2 separate regions of the Sus scrofa genome follow, and region 1 is linked to region 2. Evidence: chromatin contacts called from public Hi-C data. All regions are on one chromosome and are shown on one strand. Each heading gives the region's core, a stretch centred on a gene start, on an enhancer-like site or on the middle of the called end of the contact. The rest is flanking DNA. Distances are from core to core; before and after follow the strand shown. Region 1 has its middle 13 kb from the start of KSR1. Region 2 overlaps NF1 (neurofibromin).

What was found. A called contact is a pair of places that touch in the nucleus more often than the background predicts.
Region 1: a contact with region 2 is called in a Hi-C map of embryonic fibroblasts, with 3 times the contacts expected there. The contact joins two enhancer-like sites. A contact is called at or near these places in 1 of 47 Hi-C or Micro-C datasets (embryonic fibroblasts) and 1 of 2 datasets of contacts at active chromatin or transcription factors (alveolar macrophages).

What each region holds. Positions count from the first base shown.
Region 1 is chr12:43,910,606-43,918,116 of Sscrofa11.1, forward strand. No RefSeq gene overlaps it. Among named protein-coding and RNA genes, the nearest start is that of KSR1, 13 kb to the right of the region's middle. Within about 2 kb of position 2,861, at least 53 of the 83 cell types and tissues checked have an H3K27ac peak or open chromatin away from gene starts, as enhancers often do. A contact at or near this core is called in embryonic fibroblasts, where this site is marked.
Region 2 is chr12:43,516,662-43,524,058 of Sscrofa11.1, forward strand. NF1 (neurofibromin) reads right to left here. Exons shown (of 59, transcript XM_021067460.1): 49 at 3,683-3,809; 50 at 680-811. Among named protein-coding and RNA genes, the nearest start is that of EVI2A, 23 kb to the right of the region's middle. Within about 2 kb of position 2,855, at least 3 of the 83 cell types and tissues checked have an H3K27ac peak or open chromatin away from gene starts, as enhancers often do. A contact at or near this core is called in embryonic fibroblasts, where this site is marked.

The DNA.
Region 1 (7,511 bases), core at 1,611-4,110, 390 kb after region 2:
TTCAACATGCTGTGGGCATGGCAAAAAATAAAAATAAAAATAAAAAGCAGGAGTTCCCTTCGTGGGTCAATGGTTAATGAACCCGACTGGGATCCATGAGGATGCAGGTTCAATCCCTGGCCTCACTCAGTGGGTTAAGGATCCCGCATTGCTGTGGCTGTGGTGGAGGCTGGCAGCTGTAGCTCCAATTGGACCCCTAGCCTGGGAACTTCCATGTGCCCCAGGTGTGGCCCTAAAAAATAAATAGATTAAATTTTAAAAAATAAAAAGCAGACAAAAACAAACCTGCAAAATTAAACAGCTAAGGAAAAAGACCTCATAATTGCTATAATGGGCCACAGGCATGATCGCTATTCAGGGCCTTTTTTGCTGAGTTTATCACTGGAAGCAACCCAGCTGGCTGACAGCAAAGCCTGCAGCCAAACTGCCAGGGTGGATACCCCTGATCTCTCTAACTAGCTGTGGGACCTCAGGCAGGAACCGAGGCTCTCTGTGCCTCAGTTTGGCTGTAAAATGTAGATAATAGGAGTTTACATCCTCAGAGGGTTGTGATGAGAATTAGAAGAACTAAGACCAGAATGGGGCCCGGCATATCGCACAATATAAGTGTTTATTTTCCTTTTTTCTTTGTTTTTTTTTTTTTAGCTAAAAAGAAAAGGAAGGGAAAGAGAGTAAAGCTCTAAACTCCTTTCTTTAATTAACAGCAAACTTTTTTTTTTTTTTTTTTTTTTTTTTAGGGCTGCATCCACGGCATGGGGAGGTTTCCAGGCTAGGGGTCTAATGGGAGCTGTAGCTGCCGGCCACAGCCACGGCCACGGCCACGGCCACAGCCACAGCCAAGCGGGATACTAGCCGCGTCTGCGACCTACACCACAGCTCTCTGCAACGGCTGATCCTTAACCCACTGAGCAAGGCCAGAGATCGAACCTGAGTCCTCACGGATACTAGTCAGATTCGTTTTCCGCTGAGCCATGACGGAAACTCCAACAGCAATCTTTTGAAGTTCCGACTACCTGGTCTTTGTGGCAAAACCGCCCGTATTCCTTGGCTTCCTCCTTACCTCTCAGGAGCCGGCCCTCCGAGTGCTCTGAGAGACGGCCTCCGCGGCTCGAGTCCTCAGAATGTCCGCGAAAGAACATAAGTCTCAACTTTTAAGTTGTGCATTTTTTTCTTCAGTTACCACAGGCCGCACAGAAGTATGTTCCCAGCTGAAGACCACTGATCTGGTTCAAACCTTTTAAATTTTACTCCACTCAACTTATCAAGATAAGGTGAAGTCGGCAGAAGAGCCCAGACTGGGAAAGTGAGGGGCTGTTTGCTTTCACTCCCCAGGAGTCCCCACAGCAACCGGGACCCTCCACAGGAGGGGCAGAGTGCCAGAGCGCACGGAGGCCGCTGGGAAAGCACGGAGGCTGCCGGGAAACCAGGAGGATGCTGGGAAACCATGTGGGGCGGTGTTGCTGTCCTTCCCGTGCCCTCCCTACCCCGCTGCCTCTTCCACTTCAAAGCACACTCTCTGGTCCCCTTCTGCAGAGCAGGTACGCATCGCCAGGCTTGCTCCTTAGCAGTAGTGCCTGCCCATGGGCAGAGCAAGCGCCGTGAGACAGAAGACTTTCAGTGACTGAAAGATTGAAGGGAGAGATCAAGAAAGCTTTGGGGGGAGTTCCGGAAGATCCAGTCATAGTGAAACGAATCCAACTGGGAACCATGAAGTTGCGATTCGATCCCTGGCCTCCCTCAGGGAATTAAGGATCTGACGTTGCGGTGAGCTGTGGTGTAGGTTGCAGACGCGGCTCTAATCCTGCGTTGCTGTAGGGCGGCAGCTATAGCCAGTTGGATCCCTAGCCTGGGAACCTCCATATGTCCCGGGTGCAGCCATAAAAAGCAAATAAATAAAATAAAATAAAAGGAAAGAAAGGCTTTTTGGAATTTCCTTTGTGGCTCAGTGGGTTAAGAACCTGACATAGTGTCCATGAGGTTGCAGGTTCAATCCCTAAGCCTCATTCAGTGGGTTAAGGATCTGGCATTGCTGCAACCTGCAGAGTTCCCAGATGCGTCTCAGATCCAGTTTTGCTGTGGCTGTGGGGTAGCTGGCAGCTGTAGTTTGATCTGAGCCCTAGCCTGGGAACTTGCATATGCTTCAGGTGCAGTCTGCAGACATCCCAGGGCAGATCCAGAAGCAGAAAGAAGACTGGATGGGCTTGGTCGGGCTTGGGGGGTGAGTGGCGGCAGCAGCCTGGGATACAAACCCAGGCCCCAATGAGTAGGATGTGCGGTGTGTGTAGGGGCAGGGGGTTAGAGTGAGAACATCCCCCGGCAGGCAGTCGGAGAGGTGGAGCCCAAGGCAATCCAGTGCCAGGATGAGATGTTGGGCAGCTGAACTTGAGATGTAATGGGGAGACCGGTGATTTGGGGACCTGTCCAGCGTCTCCAGGAGCCTGAGATCACACATTCTGAACTCCTGTGGTCCAGGCTTTAGAAGTGCCCTAGAAACTGCCTGTCAGAATGTCTCCTGACCTGCCTGGCACTTAGGGACTCCTCAGATATGTGTCACATGAGTGAGCCAGGAAGGAAATGGAGATGCCCGGTCCCATTCACATCCTGCCACAGGCTGACTGATGCTCAACAGCAAACTAGGCCACTGGCCTGACCCAGTTTCCCGGCGCTCCGGCCTCGCCCCAGGAGCAGCAGATGCGGCCAGAGCAGGCGCCCGGGGCGACTCCCAAGCGCCGCCCTGCGGCCCCCGGCTCTCCTCCGCCTTCGTCTTGGATCCGCGGCGTTTCTGACTGGGGCCTTGACTCCTGTGACTCATCTCCCTGAGAAGAAAGGGGCCTTTGCTGTGCCTGCGCTGGCCGGAGGCTGGCACGTCCCTTGGACAGCACCGCCCCCCGGTGGCCGCGGCCCTGGGGACCTGGCCCAACTCCCTCCGAGCTGGCCCTACGATCCCGATCCCCGGAGCCAGGCTGCCCTGGTAAAGAGGGAGGCGGGTCACCACCTCCCTGAGGGCTTGGCTAAGTTCTGGGTGAAGCCTCAACAAAGGATGGAATTGTCTCCCAGAGCCTGGGTAAAGGGCAAGCTTGGGCACACCCAAGCCCGCTCCCTGGGCAGGCCTGTCAGGGAGCATGGAGGGGGCCACCGCCCTTTTCTGGTGAAAGCCTGGCTTGGGTTCCTGCTTTCCGCATCCCTGAGATCACGTGTCTGCTGCATTTTAAAAATAGATGCGAACATCTGTGGTTCCCCTTTTGTGAGTGGATTATTCACATCTCCTGTCCATTTTCTTTTTCTTTTTTCTCTTACTGATTTTCTTGCACACATTGAATCTGCCATGTGTTGCAAATATTTTTCTAAGCTTAGAATTTACCTCGATTTGGGTTTTGGTGATTTTTTGGGCACATACACTTTTTTTAAATTGATACTTTTCTATGTGATCTCAACTTTTGATGTTTGCGTTATTCTTTCCCCCTTTGCTTTCTGCTTACAGAACTGTTTCCATCTGAGTATCAGGCAAAGATTTCCCTAATTTTTTTGTTTGTTTGTTTCTCTCTCTCTCCCTCCCTCCTTCCCGCCTTCCTTCCTTTCTTCCTCCTTCCCTTTCTCTTTCTTTTCTCTCTTTCTTTTTTTCCTTTCTTCTCTTTTTCTTTCCTTTCCCAAACCCAGGTCATGCGGAAGTTCCCAGCCAGGGACTGAATTTGTGCCACAGGAGTGCCAATGACAGATACTTAACCCAACAGGCCACCAGGGAACTCCCAGAATTCTTTTTTTTTTTAATGTATTAGACCACTGATCATGAATTTAGAACATATTCATATTCTTTAAGATCCAGCTAAAAATGCAGTCTTGAGTAAAACATCGACACATGAAAACTGGATGGGACGTATTTCTCTTCTTTTCTTTTTTGCTTTTTAGGGCCGCACCTGTGGCATATGGAAGTTCCCAGGCTAGGGGTCAAATTGGAGCTGCAGCTGCCGATCTACACCTCAGCCACAGCAACGTGGAATCTGAGCCAAATCTGCCACCTACCCCGCAGCTCACGGCAATGCTGGATCCCCAACCCACTGAGGGAGGCCAGGGATTGAATCCGTATCCTTGTGGATACTAGTCGGATTTGTTTCCGCTGTGCCGCAACGGGAACTCCACAAATCACATTTTGATATACACTTAATGATATCAATTTTATTGATTTCCAGGAATGATATCAATGTTATTGATTTTCCGTGGGTTAAAAAAAAGGGGGGGGCCTGTAGAGAGTAGGGAAAGGCATGTGTTTGTTGAGCACCCATGTGTTGGGCTTAATTCACGGTAGCAGAAACTGCCTACTTGGTGTTCCCTGGACTCACCCGCAGATAGTAGACTTACAAAGGTAGATTTTTTTTTTTGTCTTTTTTTTTTTTTTTTTTGCTATTTCTTGGGCCGCTCCCGTGGCATATGGAGGTTCCCAGGCTAGGGTTCTAATCAGAGCCGTAGCTACCAGCCTACGCCAGAGCCACAGCAATGCAGGATCTGAGCCGTGTCTGCAACCTACACCACAGCTCACGGCAACGCCAGATGGTTAACCCACTGAGCAAGGGCAGGGACTGAACCTGCAACCTCATGGTTCCTAGTCAGATTCAATAACCACTGTGCCATGACGGGAACTCCGATTTTTTTCTTTTTAAACATTTTTTTTTTTTTTTTTTTTTAGCGAAGGGAGCTTCTTGCATCTGTGCTTCAGGACATTCCCTGAAAGTGGAGCCACATGGGGGCAGCTCAGAGGTACTAAGGAGTTGCCAACATTCCAGGTGTGACAGCCCCCCCATCACTGAGGAGCATCCTTACCCCTCTTCTGACTCCTGATGCGTGTTCTATGCAGCCCCTCAGAGGGTCCTGGGTGGCGGTGACCCACTTGCCCACAGCGGTCACTTGTTCATGAGTGCAGACTGCAGTGGCTTTCTTCCCTTCCCCACATCACTTCCCCTACCTCATTGCACGTTGGATTTCTGACTCCTCCATTTGCTTTTTTTTTTTTTTTTTTTCTTAACCTTGAGCGAATTATTTAAACCCTGTGTCTTAGGGACCTCATTTGTAACATGGGGCTAGTCATAATAGCTGCCACGATGAGGACAAAATGAGCTAACCTCTGTGAAATGTTTAGAAAGTACCGGGCACATAGCATGTGCTCCAATTGTCAGTTATGACGATATAAACTGGACCATCATGGGGCAGTAGGAAATAAAACACACCTGGCTTCAGTTTCCTCCTCTGAAATATTGGTTAAAATGCCTCTTTGGGGGAGTTCCCATCGTGGCGCAGTGGTTAACAAATCCAGCTAGGAACCATGAGGTTGCAGGTTCGATCCCTGGACTTGCTCAGTGGGTTAAGGATCCGGCGTTGCTGTGAGCTGTGGTGTAGGTCGCAGACGCGGCTAGGATCCTGCGTTGCTGTGGCTCTGGCATAGGCTGGCAGCTACAGCTCCGATTAGACCCCTAGCCTGGGAACCTCCATATGCCGCGGGAGCAGCCCAAGAAATGGCAAAAAGACAAAAAAAAAAAAAAAAAAAAAAGCCTCTTTTGGAAAAGGATGGCGAAGAGTATGTGGAATGACATAACCTATGTAAACTACAAAGCCCAGGGCCCAGCCCCACGTGAGGACCAGTGCTGGGCAGGCCAACGATGCCATCTTCATTGAGTGGCTGTGCCATCATGAGAGTGACCTCCACGAAGCTGGAGGGGCCGGTGCTGGGGTGCAGGCGAGACTGTTTTAGTTTCAAAGTCCTGGGCCATTTCCTCCTTTATCTCTGTAGAATGGCATGACCTCAGGCAAGTCATGTCCCTAAGGCCTCCGTTTCCACATTCCAGAAAAGAAGTGGTTGGATTTAGGGGATGGCTAAATCCTAGGACACACACACACACACTCTGCAGGGAAGAAGCTTCTGCATGTCCGCTGGACCACTTGAGTCACCTCTGGGAGCCTTAAGCCCCAGGCTCTTTTGGCCTTGAAAATTACCCGAAAAGAATAATGAGTCTGGAAAACTTTTCCAGGCATTTTCATGTGTGAAAGCCGTTTTCTTCTTAGGCTCCTCCTCTCCTTTTGTCACTCTGCAAATATCTGTGGCTGCCTTGCCAAGTCTTGGGATCAGGCCACATCTCCCTGTTGAGGGCTGGGTTGAGGGGTACAGGGAGCCTCCAAAGATCAGCCTGCCCCTTCCTTTGTCACTGCCCTCCCCCCAGCCCCTGCAAGAACCTAAATAACCCAGAGGAAGAAGCAAACAGTCCACAATGTATTACAGAGGTCATAAAACGTGGCTCCACCCTCCAGAGGAAGCCAAGGTTGGGAAGTAACCGCGGAACAGATGGGGCCTGGAGAGGGCGGCGAGGAGAGCACCAAGTCCAGAGGCTCGGAAGAGAGTGGCAGGAGGGACAGAGAGAGCATGCGCAGAGGTCCGAAGCCAGGGGGTGGCCGAGATGGAGAGAGCATGCGCAGCCCGTCTTCTGGGCTCCAGGCTTCAGACCCACAGCCCGGGTCTCCCCGGGTTGCCAGGCACATTAGAGGGCCGAAGCGGAGACCTTTCTGTTTTCTGTAACCATGCCTCGTTTCTCAGCCTCTTTTCCATCAGGCTGGTGGCAAAAAAATACATCACGTCTTCCAGGAATTTTGAGGTGGAAATGCAACGGTGCGTGCTAGGAGGATGGCCTTTGGTTTGTGTAGTAATCCCCAAGTCATTTCTGAGGCTGCCCTTACCCCCAGTCTGATCACACGCCCCGGATGGAACTGCAACCCAGTCGAACCTCACATAGGACTCAAGCCCACAATCTTCCAACTGAACCTGCACAAGTCATCCCCGGACTTAATGAAGTTCAGGTTCCTTACGTCTCCGCACAGAAGGAGTTCAGCAAGAGGCCAAGTGATCGGTAAGAAGTAGATTATTAATATAGGAGTGTGTGAAGGATACAGACAGGCAGGCAAGAGGTCTCTGCCCGCAGAAGCGAGCTACATTTTTATCATCAAAGGAAAAGGGTCACCCTCCTCCTCTTCCTTTGTAAAGATGTTGCAGGAAAACGGGGCCTGAGAGGATGGTCGCGACCCAGGTCTTGGCGGAGTGCCTGGGAGGGCCCTTGGCTTCGCGAAGGCAAGAATTCAAGAAGGAGCCATAGTGGAAGTTCTCTTGCACAGAGTTCAATCCCAGCCCTGGGATCTTCCACATGTCACGGGTGCAGGCAAAAAAAAAAAAACCAAAACAAAAACAAAAAAAATGAGCCATCATAATGTGAAAGCAGAGCGACACATTCCAGGGGCAGAATTCAGTCATCTCAGAAGGTGGTGAGTGTTTATGGGCTGGGTAATTTCACAGGGTAACAAGTAGGAGGATTAGTCCAACAATTTCCTGGAAGGGGCAGGTATTGCAGGGATTGGACCACTACCTGCTTTTTGCCCTTTTAATGGTTGGCCTTGGAACTGTCGTGGTGCCTGAGGGTGTGTCATTTAGCTAATGCATTGCAGTGAACATCTCTTGAGGCACAAGGCCTACGGGAAGT
Region 2 (7,397 bases), core at 1,605-4,104:
TTTTGATTTCAAATGAATGTGCCTAAGGTCAAATGATTCAAACAAAAAAGCTGCCACAAAATGAAGTCTGCTAAACTGGGAGTAAGCACTTTCCGCCAAAGGACTTTGTTCAAGAACTGGGTATCCGTAAGTGCTAAGCACTGCTGAACAGAGAAACACCAATCGGGTAAGGACCAACACGGACGTTGTGATGGAACGGTCGGGAGGGGCAGATGGTCTAGGAGAAACAAATGGTGTCAGGAACAAGTATTAAAGAGGCGTAAAGGTACTTCTATGAGATGGCAAGCAGATTAGCTTAAAATCGCCTATTCGTTTGGAGATGTAATAAAAAATTAGGCCTATGAAATTTAGAGAAAGAGGACAGAATCGGGAAGGCTGCTGAAGAACCCAGGATACTAGGCTGAGGGGTTTAGATTTCATGACAGACAACTGGGAGCCGAACAGTGTCTTGACCCAAAGATGACTAAGGGAACACTTTTCATATTTCAATGTAAATTCTTTAATAAGGAAATATGTTTTTGGCAAAACTTTCCAAATTTTAACCAATACCACAGGACCGCACCGTGAAATCTTTACCCTGCCAAGCAACCAGCCAAAGGACCCACAGGTATTTGTACCTTTTCTGTGGTCCTTAGATATAGATGTGGTAGGATTAATTTTGTCTATTTGGTGTTTTTACCTGCCAAGTAAGCCACGCTCTGTGTATTCACCTCAAATTTGTCACAGTTTCTATGTTTATTAACCAGAGTTAGTAGTGTATGCAAAATCCTGACTGTTCTTGCAACAATGGCAGGTGAAGGATGCCTGTATCCTATGAAAAAGAAAAACAGAGAAGACATTAATTCATTCTTGCAACAAGTATTGGTTGAATTCTTATTCTGTGACTAGCAACCGTCCAAGGAAAGAAAGTATATAAGAGATAAACGCTGCCTTCTGAGAAGAGCCATTTGGGAAGGTAAAACATACATATATAAATAATTAATTACATATAGGATTAAGCACCAAAAATGTGTAGAACAGAATAATGTTTCCTCAGGGAGAGGAAAGTGAGGAAATGCAGTAGTATTTCAGGTCTTCTATTCCTTAATGCAGCAAAGGAATTTTTTAAAATTATAGTTCACCTTGAGATATCCTTCAAAAATAGACTTCTATCGCTTAAACTTTTTTTACATCTTTCTCACACTTTATCTTTTGTTTTTAATTTTTTTTTTTTTTTTTTTTGTCTTTTTGCTATTTCTTTGGGCCGCTTCCGCGGCATATGGAGGTTCCCAGGCTAGGGGTTGAATAGGAGCTGTAGCCACCGGCCTACGCCAGAGCCACAGCAACGCGGGATCCGAGCCGCGTCTGCAACCTACACCACAGCTCACGGCAACGCCGGATCGTTAACCCACTGAGCAAGGGCAGGGACCGAACCCGCAACCTCATGGTTCCTAGTCGGATTCGTTAACCACTGCGCCACGACGGGAACTCCTTAATTTTTTAAATTACAGTTGATTTACAATGTTCTGTCAGTTTTTGCTGTAAATTATTTTTTAACCAGGAGAAATTATGATTTCTTTTCCTTTGACTTCTTAAATTTTTATTTTTGTTTTTAAAGTTAAAGTATATAGTTGATTTACAATGTGCCAATTTCTGTTGTACAGCAAAGTGACTCAGTCACACACACACACATTCTTTTTTAATATTCTTTTCCATCATGGTCTATCCCAGGAGATTGTGTATAGTTCCCTGTGCTGTACATAGGTCCTCCTTGCTTATCCATGCTAAATGTAACAGTTTGCATCTACCAACCCCGAACTCCCAGCCCATCCTACTCTCCCCCTCTTCCTCCTTGGCAATCACAATTCTGTTCTCTGTGAGTCTGCTTTTGTTTTGTAAATAGGTTCATTTGTGCCATATTTTAGATTCCCCACATAAATTATATCATATAGTATTTGCCTTTTTCTTTCTTTCTTTCTTTTTTGTCTTTTTAGGGCTGCTCCCACGTCACACAGAGGTTCCCAAGCTAGGGGTCTAATCGGAGCTACAGCTGCCAGCCCACACCACAGCCACAACAATGCCAGATCTGAGTCAAATCTGCGACCTACACCACAGCTCATGGCGATGCCTGATCCTTAACCCACTGAGCGAGGCCAGGGATTGAACCTGCAACTTCATGGTTCCTAGTCAGATTCGTTTCCTCTGCACCACAAAGGGAACTCCTGTCTTTCTCTTTCTGATCTACTTCGCTTAGTATAAGAATCTCTAGTTGCATACACTTCAATTTTTTTTTTTAACTAAGGAAAAAAGCCCTATGCTACAGGGAGTATATGCTCTCAGAGTCCAAATAATCAGGCTGATTGGAGGGTCAGCTTGATCTTTGGATAGCTTTTATTCGCTCCACTTAAAATAGGGGAACTGTACGTTGAAAATATCTGGTATTCTTTTAGAAATACAGTATATATAAGCTCTATCAAAACCCAGCTCCAATTCCTCTTTTTGGTATCCTGTAGTAAGTGTAGTATCTTTTGAACAATCCTATTCACTTTAGAGATTAAAACTGTCAGTATTTTTTGCAGAAATTTCATAAGGTGGTGAAATCAAATGTACACATTCACATTGGTGGGTGTATGTATATATATCAGATTAAAAACTGGGGGAACCTCCGCGAGCCCTCAGGCCTAACAATCACTTAAACTGATACAAAAGCATAGATTCAAGTCCTACACTGAGGGTCTAATTTTGGCCAAATCCACTGCTGCTTAAAACCACTGATTCATGCCAGCTCCTTTTCTCAAGCCATACTTTACATGGTTTTTGCTTCTGACTCACTCCCATATTCCCATCCTATTAACTGCAGTCTTGGGTCATGACTGCACTACATTAATGAACCAAAGCTAACACACAGTGACATCAGCAGTAGGGAGTAGAGTCAGCTTAGAGAGTGAAGGAGCTGGCTCTGAGGAACAACTGGAGATCAGCGCTCTAAGCAATACAGAAATGTGTGTGTGGGGTGAGGATGGGGTGCCAGAAAGGTGAGGTTTTTGAAGTAGGTAATAACAGGATTGGGTCAACAATATATTAGTAGCAAGTTAAGGAAATCAGTAATCAAATCTCTAACATAATATTTTCTAACATGAGCTACTTAAATAACATTTATTGATTTGCAGTCTGTGTTATTTTGATAATCAAAAAGGTACTTACACAGCATGAACTAATAAAACAGCTCTTAGAAAGTTCAGTACTTAGGCATTTTATAAGAATTAGTTCTTTTGCTTTTTGAAGGAACTCTGATATTTGACTAAACTCTATTTCCACTAATTTCTAAGTGGAAATTAAGCTCTATTAAAATACATATTGGACAAAACGTAACTCAATAAGATATACAGTTTGCATTTAAAGTAAGATATATGAGCCAAATTATTTCAAGCAATTATTTTAGTTACTTCTGGCTTTTTTTTCAAGGGCTGCGCCTATGGCATATGGAAGTTCCCAGGCTATGGGCTGAATCAGAGCTGTAGCTGCCGGCAACTACCACAGCCACAGCAATGCCAGATCCTTTAACCCACTGAGCGAGGCCAGGGATCAGACCCGCATCCTCATGGATACTAGTCAGGTTCTTAACCTTTTGAGCCATGATGGGAACTCCACTTCTGGCTTCTTGATACCATTTTATAATAATATTCTGACACAAGGCTTCTACCTTTTAGGAGGTGTCCAACCAGTGCGAAGTTAAAGTTAGAGTTGAAATTGAGTCCAACAAAATGATCCATTTGCTTGCAGTGCCATTCCAGAGGATTCCGGATTGCCATAAACACTTCCTCTGGACTCTATTAAAAAATAATCATGAGATGGTTGATGGGGTTCATACAGGAACTTTCCTTAAAGGATCACATATTGGCTTTTTACTGTGTTCAATAGCTATGACAAGGCAAATAATCCTTTCAAGTTGACAGAAATTATTTTCAAAAGACTACAGAAAACCACAGAACATTTAAGGTACTACAAATAAATCAGAATAAGGTAGTCAACTAAGTAAATAATAAGACGATGGAAGATAAAACAGCTCTGATTTACAATACAAAATAAATACTATCAATTTATATTGTGGTGACTTTTGTTTTCTTTTTTGGCCTCCCTGCGGTATATGGAGTTCCTAGGCCAGGGATCAGATCAGAGCCACAGCCTCCACCGAAGCAACACCTGATCCTTAACCCACTGTGCCGGCCTGGGGATGGAACCTGAGTCTCAGTGCTCCTAAGATGCTGCCGATCCTGTTGCACCACAGTGGGAACTCCCCTGGCAACTTTTTAAAAGTTATAATTACTGTTTTTTAAATAAGACCGTTCACTGAATTGGAGCTGCCACTTTGTGTACTACGGTGACTGAAAATTTAAGAGAAGGAAGAGTGCCTGCTATATACAATGTTAGCTGCATTATTGTATTCAAACCTTAAAGCATTCTAAGAAGTAGGCATTACCTTCATTTTACAGATTCACTCATTCATTTACTTATCAAATACTTATTATAAGTTTTTGATGTTCCAGGCATGGTTTTAGGCTCTGCAAATTTGTCAGTGAACTAAACAGTCAAAAATTACTCGCCTGGCAGTACCTGTCATGGTGCAGCGTAAACGAATTAGACTAGGAACCATGAGGTTGTGGGTTCGATCCCCGGCCTTGCTCAGTGGGTTAAGGATCCGGCATTGCTGTGAGCTGTGGTGTAGGTCACAGATGCAGCTCGGATCTGGCATTGCTGTGGCTGTGGCATAGGCCAGCAGGTGTAGCTCCAATTTGACCCCTAGCCTGGGAACCTCCATATGCCATGGGTGCAGCCCTTAAAAAAAAAAAAAAAAAAAAACCAAACAAACAAAAAAACAACTTACTTGCCTAGTGGATTTTATATTCTTTTTCTTTTTTTGGCTTTTTAGGGACACACCCATGGCATATGGAAGTTCCTAGGCTACGGGTTTAATCACAACTGCAGCTGCTGGTCACAGCCACAGCCACAACCACAGCCACTCCAGATCTGAACCACATCTGCGACCTACACTGGATTCTTTATCCACTGAGTGAGGCCAGATAGCGAGCCCGAGTCCTCATGAATACTAAGTCAGGTTTGTTACCATTGAACCACAGTGTGAACTCCCTGGATTTTACATTCCAGTGTGAGAAAACAAGAAAATTGAATCTCAAAAATGCCATGTAGGGAGTTCCCGTCGTGGCGCAGTGGTTAACGAATCCGACTAGGAACCATGAGGTTGCGGGTTCAGTCCCTGACCTTGCTCAGTGGGTTAAGGATCCGGCGTTGCCGTGAGCTGTGGTGTAGGTTGCAGACGCGGCTCGGATCCCGCGTTGCTGTGCCTCTGGCGTAGGCCGGTGGCTACAGCTCCGATTCAACCCCTAACCTGGGAACCTCCATATGCCGCGGGAGCAGCCCAAGAAATAGCAACAACAACAACAACAACAACAAAAGACAAAAAGACAAAAGACAAAAAAAAAAAAAAAAAAAAAAATGCTATGTAATCTGCCCACTAAATTAAGGTTTAGTGTTTCCTATAGTGTGATTCCAGGTATACTGCTTTAAAGTCACTGATGATCCTTGTTTAAAGGTGAAAAGTACTAGATTCCATCTCAGAATCATGTGAGGTGAGTAAGGCCCAGGAATCTGCAATTCTTTCTTTAAAAAAGAAGCTCACTGATTCCTTTATGCACAGAGGGTTTTTAGAGCAAAAACTCAGTGTTTATAGAGTCATGTTCAGGTCTTTCTGAACTATCTTAAAGAAAAGCATGAGTATATAAAATAAACGTAGACAGATGTTTAGAGCAGCCTTTTTTTTTTTTTTTTGCTTTTAGGGCCGCATATGGAAGTTTCCAGGCTAGGGGTCGAATCGCAGCTACAGCGGCCAGCCTATGCCACAGCCAAGGCAACACGGGATCTGAGTCACGTCTGCAACCTACACCACAGCTCACGGCAATGCCAGATCCCCAACCCACTAAGCGAGGCCAGGGATCAAACCCACATTCTCATGGATACTAGTTGGCTTCATTTCCACTGCCCTACAATGGGAACTCCTAGAGCAGCACTGTTTATAACAGAAAAGATGACAAATCAAATGTTCATTAATTGGGCAAAAGGTTTAATAAATTGTGGTTCATGCATAATGTAAAATATTCTGCAGCCATGATAAAGAATTAAGCACACACACACATGTAAATGTGTGTGTATGCATGCATAATGTATGTATGTGTAGACACACACAAAGATGGCCCTTTTACATTGTTAAAATAAAAAAGCATGTTGCAGAATACTATGTGTATACATGTTATATAAAGTACTAACCTACTATATGTTCAATTTATATAGACTGTTCAGCTTCACTGAGATATAACTGACAAAATTGTTAAGATATTTAAAGTGTGCAACATGATGATTTGTTATACATATACATTGTGAAAGGAACCCCTATTAAGTTAATAAACGCACCCATCACCTCACATATTTACAGCTCCTCCCTCCTTTTTGGTGAGAACACTTAAATTCTCTTCTCTAAGCAAATTTCAATTACACAGTACAGTGCTGTCAACTAGCATCATTAGATATACACTAGATTCTCAGACCTTATCCATCTTTCATTCTAGAGACTTCTAACAAGCTTTATTAACTAATTCCTAGTTTCCTGGGGCACTGGAGTCAGTATTAGCTAATGGGCTATTTTGGCAACAAAAAATTCCTAGACAAACACTTCATTTACAAGTATTCTTATTTTCATACAAGTGGCCAATAGCTAGTTATCTGTCTGACCACCGTGGTCCTAAGACCACCCCAGAAAAGGGCAATGGGCATTAGGAAAGAAGGGTTCGGTCTCAAATCAGATGTCTAAACATGAACATATTACTTGACTTCCTTCTTCTTTTCTATTTTGTAACATGGAGATGACTTATAAACTTCAAGGCAGCTTCTATCTCTAAAATTTTGTTTCCACAATTCCCAGGACCCCAGCTGCCCTGGGTCTACATTACATCCAGCAGACTGAACAAATAGACTAGGTCTCCTCACACTTTAAACCATGCTCTGGTTCTGTGTCTTTCTACCCACAAGCTCTGTTAATTTTACTTCAAGAATATTTCTTGTTATATACACATATCTATCTTAAAATTCCTCTCTTTTCTCCGAGACTCCTCTCATTTTTTTTCCTCCAAAGACAAAATACAATTTCTTCCTGTTGTATTCCCTCTACTATAGTCTGTGAACCAAAATCCAACCTCAATCAAGGCTGATAAATGTTAAGAGGGGTGGTGATGGCATGTTTTAAAGGGGGATTAAGGAAACAAAAAGCTAGTACAATTATGTATCCAAAAGTTTCCTTTAGACTCTCTGAATATCTTATCTGCTTCTAATTATACCTATTTTTCATT